Linked DNA regions of Oryctolagus cuniculus: region 1 is linked to region 2. The links are chromatin contacts, called in public Micro-C maps. All regions are on one chromosome and are shown on one strand. The core of a region is the stretch at or near the end of the contact, and the rest is flanking DNA. Distances in the headings are between cores, read along the strand shown. Region 1 overlaps C5H6orf132 (chromosome 5 C6orf132 homolog). Region 2 overlaps TRERF1 (transcriptional regulating factor 1).

Region 1 (4,381 bases), core at 910-3,409, 95 kb after region 2:
GAAGGGGAAGGGTCTGGGCTCCGAGGCCACGTTCCCTTCCTCCTGCTGACGCCTGCCTTGGAGGGAGAGCCAGAGCTTCCTGGTGCATGGCCTAGGGCAGAGGCTCGAAGGGCAGTTATGGGATGGCAGGCAGGTGCAGGGGACGGCGCCTCATCCGTGGGATTCTTCTCCGGCTCCCAGGATGGGTCCGAGCTGTGACAGAGCCTGGGGACCAGGGTCGGGGAAGCACCCCGTCTTTGAGCAAATGCTCACTGTCTCAGGAGGCAGCAGGTGATGGTTCAAGTAGCTGGGCCTCTGCCACCCGTGGAGGAGACCTGGATGGAGTTTCTGGCTCCTGGCTTATGACCTGGCCCAGCTCTGGCTGTTACAGGCATTTGGGGAGTGAAGCAGCAGATGGTAGTTCTCTCTCTCTCTCTCTCTCTCTCTCTCTCTCTCTCTCTCTCCGTCTCTCTGCTTCACAAATACAAACTAAATCAGTTTTTAAAATCAAAAAAAGAAAAAGACAAGAAAATGCTCCCTGGCTCCCAGCTCAAGAGGCTGCTGGGTGGGCACACACAGGGGTCTTTGAAGTCAGAGGCACAGCCCTTCTGGTTCCCAGTACCCCCTCTGGCCAGCACCCACACAGCCCCCAAAGCCAGGACAGCTGGTGAGGCTCCGCCCAGCGGGGTACATTGGCTGCCTGGAGGAGCTTCCTATGGCTCTCACCCTGGGTCAGGGGTCCTGATCCCCTGTTCCCCAGCCGTGCCTGGTTCCACCTACCTCTAGCCCAGGGCCATCTCCTTTACTCCCTGCAGATCCAAAATCCCCCACTCCAGGACTGCCTCCCCTCCCCTCCCCTCCCCTCCCCTCCCCTCCCCTCCCCTCCCCTCCCCCATCAGGCTGTAGGAGGAGTCAGGTGAGGAAGTTTGCACTCCACGGCTCAGGCTCAAAGCCGGCGGTGCCCAGGGTCAGCCATGCGCTGCCTACTGGCCCGGCCCCTGCTGTCCCACCCTTGGGGCTTGGCTGGGCGCTGCGGAATCCCAGGCATGAGGATGTGAGTGTGCCAGCAGATGGGCTGGAGCCGCCAGTGGGGTGAGCCCTGCCCTCTGAGCCCTCAGTGGTGCAGCCGCAGGTTGAGCAATAGGTTCCCACCCCACCCCCCATCTTCAAAGAGGGCACTGTGTCAGTCACTGGCCGAGAGTGCTTTCTTCCCTCCCTTCCTCCTCCTCTTCAACCCCGAGATGCCAGCAGTCAGCAAGGGCAGTGGGGGGACTCCTGGTGACTCACCCCTGCCCCCGGGAAAGCCGCCACGAGCCTGGTGCGAGCGTGCTGCAGCCCTGCTTTGCGGGACCTCCAGGTACGCGGTGGCCCCTGACCATGTCGCAACACACCCCAGGGCAGTGGCCTCATCCCCACTGTACAGATGAGAAAACCGAGCCTCGGAAGGGCACACTTATGGAGCGCCGGCCCTGCCTGGGACATGGTCTGTGACTGCGTTCAGATAACAGGCTTCGGTGCCCTTCTGGCGTGTCTGGGTGCAAAGCTGATGTGCATTCCACAACACTCAAAAAAACCTATTATTGCATCGGCTGTTCTTTTCTAATCACGAAGGAACAGAAACTCTTTGTTAAGAACCGAGAAGGAGCGATAAGAATAAGGAAGAAAAGCAATACGAAGGTCTTTGCAGTGGCACGGCCGGGGAGCCCTTCCACGCGAGAGTGAGGCCTTGCAGGGTTTTGAGGGGCGTTAAGGGGTGCCTCCCCCGTGCCCGGCTGCTGGCCTAGGTGGCCGGTGGCCCTGGTTTCTGGGTGTCGTCAGCCGTGGGAACAAGGAAAGGCTGAGGCCTAATTCTGTAGCGTTCCCCGCCTGCCAGGGCCCGGGCTGGGTTCTGCCCCGGGCATGGAACAAGCTTGGCTGTGGCAGCGGGGCCGGGAGAGGCTGTGGCCGCCCAGCCTGGCCCAGGGACGCCCAGCCTGGCCCAGGGACGCCCAGCCTGGCCCAGGGAGCTGGCTCAGCAGGGGTGCGCTCAGATGCGCATTTGCATGTTCTCTGCTTCCCTGCCCTCCCGCTGGTCCGCCCCTCTCTTGTTGTAGCTGCCACCCTCAAAGGGCCCCAGAGCTAGGGCAGCACCCTGGGGCAGCAGGTCTGTCATTTTCCCAGGGCAAGAATGCCCAGGGTGGGACCGTGCAGAAGGCGGGGCCCAGCCAGCTCCCCAGGGGCAGCAGTGACCTCACGCCCAGCCCTGCCTGCCTGGCTGCCTGGCCGGTGGCTCCTGGACAAGAAGCTTTGAGAACTTGTCCTCTGGGCTCCCCTCCTCCTTCATCCCACTTCTCCTCCTGCCCCACTCCGGGGCAGTGGCCCGTCCCAACACCCCGTCATTGAGGGGTGGCCCTCGGAGCCATCGGGGTGGCAGTGTGCAAGGCAGAGGTGCCCGTGTCACAGGGGCCGCGCAAGGCCATGTTTTCAGGGCTCCTTGAACTTTTGGAGGGTTTGCAGAAGAGGCCCGGAGACAGACGTGAGCTTGCTTCTGAACTTGTGGCCAAGCTGGCACCAGAACACAGGTTTCTCACCCTCTGTGTCCTGAATGCTTTCCACCACTCATTCATTCACTCACCCAGGAGTTTATTCATTCAACAGACATTTCTGGAATTTTCCAGTCTGTGCCAGTCACAGACAAAGAACCCGCGGTCACATGACCCTCAAGCAGGCTGGGCTGGGCAGCAGGCTGCAGCCCTCTATTCTGCTCCTACATTGCAGGAGGAAAACGTGAGGACAGGCTCTGAGGTCTCTGTGCTGGTTGGCCCTGCCACGTGTTGGCTGTGTGTCTTGGGACAATGTGCTTAACCTCTCTGTGCCCCAGCTTCTTCATCTCCAAGATAAAAACACTGACCCATTTCTTAGGGTTGCTGGGAAGACTGACTGTGTTGCCTGAATGGTGCCTTGTGCACAGTAAGCATCTGGCAAAGGTCAGCTGAATGGACAGAGCACACGGGACCGGGGCAGGGGGCACACGGGGAGGAGAAGTGAATTTGGGCTGCGGTGGCCAAGAAAGGCTGCGTGCGGGAGGGGCGTTTAGTCTGGGGTTTGGAGGATGGCCAGGAGTCTGTGGAGTAAGAGCCCCAGCAAGGCTGCGGAGGCCCGGGAAGATGTGGGAATGAAGTCCAACCAGGGACGCACCGAGGGTGCAGGAGGCAGGCATCTGTCCATCAGGCCGGGAAGAGACGAGGGCTGAGGAATGGCCGAGGTTCGCCGAAAACGGCGGCAGCGGAGAGAGCACCTGTCGTTCAGGCTGCTGCAGAGAGCAAATGAGTTCAGATGGAAAGCGCCGCCAGGGTGCCTGGCACGGGGTCCGCCCTGGACGGGCAGCAGCTGCCCGTGTTACTGTGAAGACTGGGGAGTGGGTGTCTGACCTAGCAGTCGAGACGCCAGTTCAGGCTTGCTTCTCACATCAGACAAAGTGCCTGGGTTCAATTCGTGCCTCCAGCTCCTGACACTGGCTTACAACCAGTGCAGCCCCTGGGAGGCAGAAGAAATGGCTCAGGTAGTGGGGTTCTTGCACCTGTGTGGAGGACCTGGGCACAGTTCTCAGCTCTTAGCTTTGGCCTGGCCCAGCCCTGGCTGTTGCAGGTATTTAGGGAGTGAACCAGTGGATGGGAGCACTCTCTCTCTCTGCCTTTCAAATAAATAAACAATGTTGAAAACACAGAAGATTGGGAGTACTGGGGCCAAGGAGAGGTGAGATGCAAACATCCAAGAACCAGTGGGTACATCTGTTCCACATCGCCCCCAACACCTTTTCTGGATGCTCTGGCCTCTTTCCTGTTTTAACTTTTCTTATAAGACAAGCGTAACCGAAAACATACCATTTTAACCATATTTTAAAGTGTACAATGCAGTGACATTAAGTGCCTAGCTTTTTGTTTTTCTAATCCCCACGTGCAGGAATGTACAAAGAATCTGCTGGACCCATCCCCGCAAGGTCTCTGTATTTTGTCATGCTTGCTTTCTGGCGCCTCCTGCTGTCCACAGGTGCGCGCTGCACCAGTGAAGCAAGCTGAGATACTATGTCGCTCGCTCCCTACACACCGCAGCGCTTTAGCTAGGGACAGAGAGCGCAGGAGTGATCGGGAATTGATTATTGATACAGTTCTTTTATCTAGTGTGCCATTTTATCCAGTGGTCGCCAATGGTCTCGTTAACATCCCTCATGGCAAACCTCTCCCCCCGCCCTGCCCCGCCCCATTCCAAATCCAATGCCCAGCATTCTGGTGTCACCTCCAAGCCGTTGTCTTAACCAGGCTGGCCCTCCATTCTCATCGGCTAAAGGAGGCACCACCCCTGTCCACAGCTGCGTATTCCACACTGGAAATGTCACCTTCCAAGCCAGTGCGTGCGATGCCAC
Region 2 (4,147 bases), core at 1,344-3,843:
CTTTTTCTGCCAGAGTTAAGATTTCATAGAAAACAGAAACATGTTCTGTGGTTTTCCAGATTAGGAATAACATGAGGCACATGCTCGCAGCGTGTTTCAGCTGCTATAATTGTGTTCATTACATTAAACAGTTTTCAGTACGGCCAAGTGGGATCGTGATTCATCGGCCCTGTTTGACGCAGGCTGTAAAAATCAAGATTCCTTTTTTTTTTTTTTTTTCCTTTAGGAGCTCAGGAATTAACCTGGCGTGTTTATGTTCACCCCTCTTCATAAACAGGCTGTCTCACACCTGGGCAGATTTTTTCTGAAAAAGCTCCAGATAGTAAATATTTTAGGCTCTGGGGGCCAGACTGTCGCTGTTACAACCGCTCAGCTTGGCCATTTGGCAGTATATAAACAAGTGGATGTGGCTGTGTTCCAATAAAGCTTTATTGACAAACCCAGGCTGGATCTGACCCACTGACTGTACTGGCAGACCCCCGGCCTAAAGGGTTAGCCCCCATCATACCATGTCCTCTTACCCCAGCGTTTCTCAGCCTCAGCACAGTGGACATTTCGGGTCTGATAACTCCTCCTTTGGAGAAAGGGGGCTGTCCGCTACCTTGCTGGGTGTTTAGCAGCCTCCCTGCATACAGAAGTACTGCCCTCTCCCCCAGAAACATCTCTGGGCATTGGCCAGATGCACCCTGGGAGGGCGCACGCTCCAGCTGAGAAGCACTGTGTCCTGGGAAAGCCAGGAACCTTTGATAACGTAATGACCAGCAAGAAGGTTCAGAAGTAACCATCGGGGCGGGTCCAGCTCGGAAGCCCAGCACAGCCAGGACAGAAGAGGGGCCGCTGGGTTTGACCACACACAGGGGCTGGTGGCCTTGAGAGGAGCACCCAAGGGGACCAGAACCTGAGGGGGAAGGATAGAAGAGACAGAGGAGATGGTTTACCCTGTGCACGCATCCTCCAGGAGTGTGACTGTGGAACGACGAGGCCCCAGGCAGAAGACGGGTTGCTTTTAGGAATGGCAACTCCCAGAACGCATTAGCTCGACTTGAGGGTTCTGTGGTAGGGAGGGTATGGTCGGCGAGGGGGAGAGAGGAAGGAGAGCTGACCTGACGAGGAGACAGAGCAGGTGCTCCCAACCCCAAGTGCACAGGAGTGCCTCCACGAATTTCTCCTCCATTGTCCCTAAAAGGGAGCCGGGCGCACTGTGTGCAGCGCTCCTGTCCCTGTCCCGCCTCCTCGCGGAGGAGGGAGGCGAGGTGACAGGTCCCAGGGGGAGGGTGTACAGGAGCCTGTCACGTCCACCCCAGACCAGACAGCAGATCACGCACACCCCTTCCCTGCAGGTCACCCGGACTGCCCAGCACTCCCCTTCTGAATTTCACACGCCGCTTTCCTTCCTCTGCAGAGTCTTCTTCAAGATCAAAAGCCGAAACGCACACATGAAAACCCACAGGCAGCAGGAGGAGCAGCAGAGGCAGAAGGCCCAGAAGGCGGCCTTCTCGGCGGACATGGCAGCCACGATCGAGAGGACTACGGGGCCGGCGGGGGCGCCGGGGCTGCTGCCGCTGGACCAGCTGAGTCTGATCAAACCCCTCAAGAGCGTGGACGTGCTGGACGAGGACGTGGTGCAGCAGCTGGGCGGCGGCGTGGAGGAGGCCGACGTCGTGGACACGGATCTGCTCTTGGATGATCGGGACCCAGTGCTGCTCCAGGGGGACACGGAACTGTAGAGCCCGCCGTGCCACTCAGAGACGGTGCAAAGCCATGGCCCCTGTGTGCAGTCTTCAGGAAGCCCGGACTGACTGCTCGTGTTTGCAACCCTTTTAAACTACCTGTTTAAAAAGTGGTCGTTTTATTCAGGTTTCTGAGGGGGGGGGGGAAAACCAGTTTCTTTTCCTTTTGTTAAAAAAAAAAAAAAAAGTTGTGTGGGGGTCGGGGGTGGGGGAATAAATGCTTGGCGCAACTGTCTATAAGAGGTGTTTCATCTGGGCGTTCTCACACTGCGTCCTAGCAGGGAGCATGCCTGCTGCTCATGGCCCATTGCTGTCATGTCAGCCCTCCTGGGCGGCTCCCCCAGAGCGTGCTGCAAGTGCGCGCGTAGGAAGCAGCCCACCCCCCTCACGCTGGGGTCTCGGGAGGAGTTAACTTTTACTCTGTTCGGACCAGCCAGGAAGCATTCTTCCACCCAAAACCATAGAAGAGCCTGTTCTTTTTGGCCACACTGAGAATGGTCAGTGGGGTCCTGAAATTGTTTTGTGCCACTTGGAAGTACCAGGAAACCTCCACCGTGGAGATGTGGCTGTAATTCACATCTGGTGAGCTACAGTTTACTGTAGCTGCGAGAAATAGGATGGAGTGGGATTTTCCGACACGTGTGAGGGCAAATACAAAGGAAGCAGCATTGACTGAGGCTGACGGAATGGTTTCAGATACACCTTAAGGGCCGTGTTTGCATTCAGATGTTCAATGTGTTCTCACAAGTCACTTAGCAAAGCACTTCTAGACCTCCCGGCTACATTGCGCGGCTTTCTGTTTGTACTTGAAGGTACTAGACCTCTAATCCTTCACATATGTCATCGCCCAGGCTTTTGAGCTGAGTCACACTGACCCGTCCCACCGGGAGGGCAAAAGCCAGGCGGGGACACAGCCCCAGCACGGGGTGGATCCTGCTTCTAGCGTGGAGTGACTGTCCGAGCAGGTGCTGGCAGGCCTCAGCCCGCCTCAGGTAGGCCAGGTGCCCCCAGCGCCCTGTAAGTGTGGCTCGCAGGCTGGGCTGCGTGGCTGGCACAGTCTTGGCATTAGCCCCTCCGTGGAGGCAGGAGAGTAGGGCCTGAGGCAGCTTTGAAGTTTGCCTCTGCGAAAACATGTCGCCCACACGCACAGGGCCCCCACCCCGCTGTGGCCCACGGTCCCACGGGGGACCTCAGGAAAGCCAGGGACAGAAGAAACATAGGTTACTTTCCTCTCCATCATTGTGTCCGCAGAGAGGAGAGCCTGGCACTTTCCTTAACTCGAGGGGGAGAAAATTTCCTAAGCCGTTTTGAGTTGAGAGCCGCCTGGCAGCGTGCATTGCTGTGAGGACAGAGATTCTAGAACTGTTCCGTCTGTCGTGTTAGTGGCCGGTCATGCCTGTCCCAGGGACTCCTTCCCTCGACTCACTGGTGTCTGAGTGTGGGTCTGCTAAGCTCTGCTGCTGGCCGCGTGGAAGCTTATCTGTCGAGAGCAAACGCGCAGAGGGCTGTTTATAAAGCAAAGATGTCTCTTCTGTTTGGAGACTTGCCCAGCTGTTCGGGTTTGAAGCATTAAAAATAAACTGAGTTGCCACGGCAAAAATATAATGCACAATTTCATTTTAATCTCCCATGCAGGATAGCAGAAGGCTTTTTGACTTGAAATGACCAAAGAACTCCTCCTTGGCGAGACAGTTCACATTCCTGAATTAGTATTTCTTGACTTATCAGCTTAAAAGACTTCCTGGTTAAATATTGCACTTACCTTTGTTCCTGCAAAGACTCTGCCTGCATGTGTGTGTTGTGTTTTAGCTCCCGCCTCCCCAAGACCTTCTCTTCCTGACGGCTGATGTCTTCAACACAGTTCCTGTTTACTATCAGATGGTTTTGCATTAGTGAACCTAGACCTCTTTGAGAAAGCCTGTATATAAAAAGTTAACAGATATATTTTATGGAAAAACCCATCTTATTTTCAAATATATTTAACTGCTGTTATATTTTATTAGAGGAAGGTTGTACATATTTTCTAGGAGTTCTATTGTAAAGAAAAGTATTTTTGAAAAAAATTACTGTAATAAAAAGGAAAACCTTTTTAAATGGTGGTTGTGATTGCTTCCTGTTCTGGCTTTGTTATGTTCGGTTCTCAGCAGAAGCCCTGCATGCCTTCCTATCAGGATGTAACTTATTCAGGTTTGCACTATTATGAGTTGACATCATAATATCTCGTGTGCTTAACTGTGTTGCCGGAATGCAAGTCCCTTGGTTCATATCAAAGCACTATGTATAGCATATTCATAATTTTTCTTTTGTAACGTGTGTATTTTTAATAAGGATTTTATGTAACATTTTGGCAAAAAAACAAAAACAAAAACAAGAGGACAGTATTTTCTAGTGAATTTTATAACATTTTGCTAAAAATG

The links. Hi-C and Micro-C count contacts between places; a contact is called where the count stands out from the background.
Region 1: a Micro-C map of ear pinna shows a contact between it and region 2, with 4 times the contacts expected there. The contact joins two enhancer-like sites. A contact is called at or near these places in 2 of 6 Hi-C or Micro-C datasets (ear pinna and an unstated tissue).

Annotation. Positions count from the first base shown.
Region 1 is chr5:127,812,167-127,816,547 of mOryCun1.1, forward strand. All of the region lies in intron 2 of C5H6orf132 (chromosome 5 C6orf132 homolog), which reads left to right. Among named protein-coding and RNA genes, the nearest start is that of CIMIP3, 18 kb to the left of the region's middle. Within about 2 kb of position 2,160, at least 2 of the 8 cell types and tissues checked have an H3K27ac peak or open chromatin away from gene starts, as enhancers often do.
Region 2 is chr5:127,716,403-127,720,549 of mOryCun1.1, forward strand. It overlaps TRERF1 (transcriptional regulating factor 1), which reads left to right. Exons shown (of 18, transcript XM_051855691.2): 18 at 1,403-1,872. The coding sequence ends at 1,727. Among named protein-coding and RNA genes, the nearest start is that of MRPS10, 6.9 kb to the right of the region's middle. Within about 2 kb of position 2,594, at least 1 of the 8 cell types and tissues checked has an H3K27ac peak or open chromatin away from gene starts, as enhancers often do.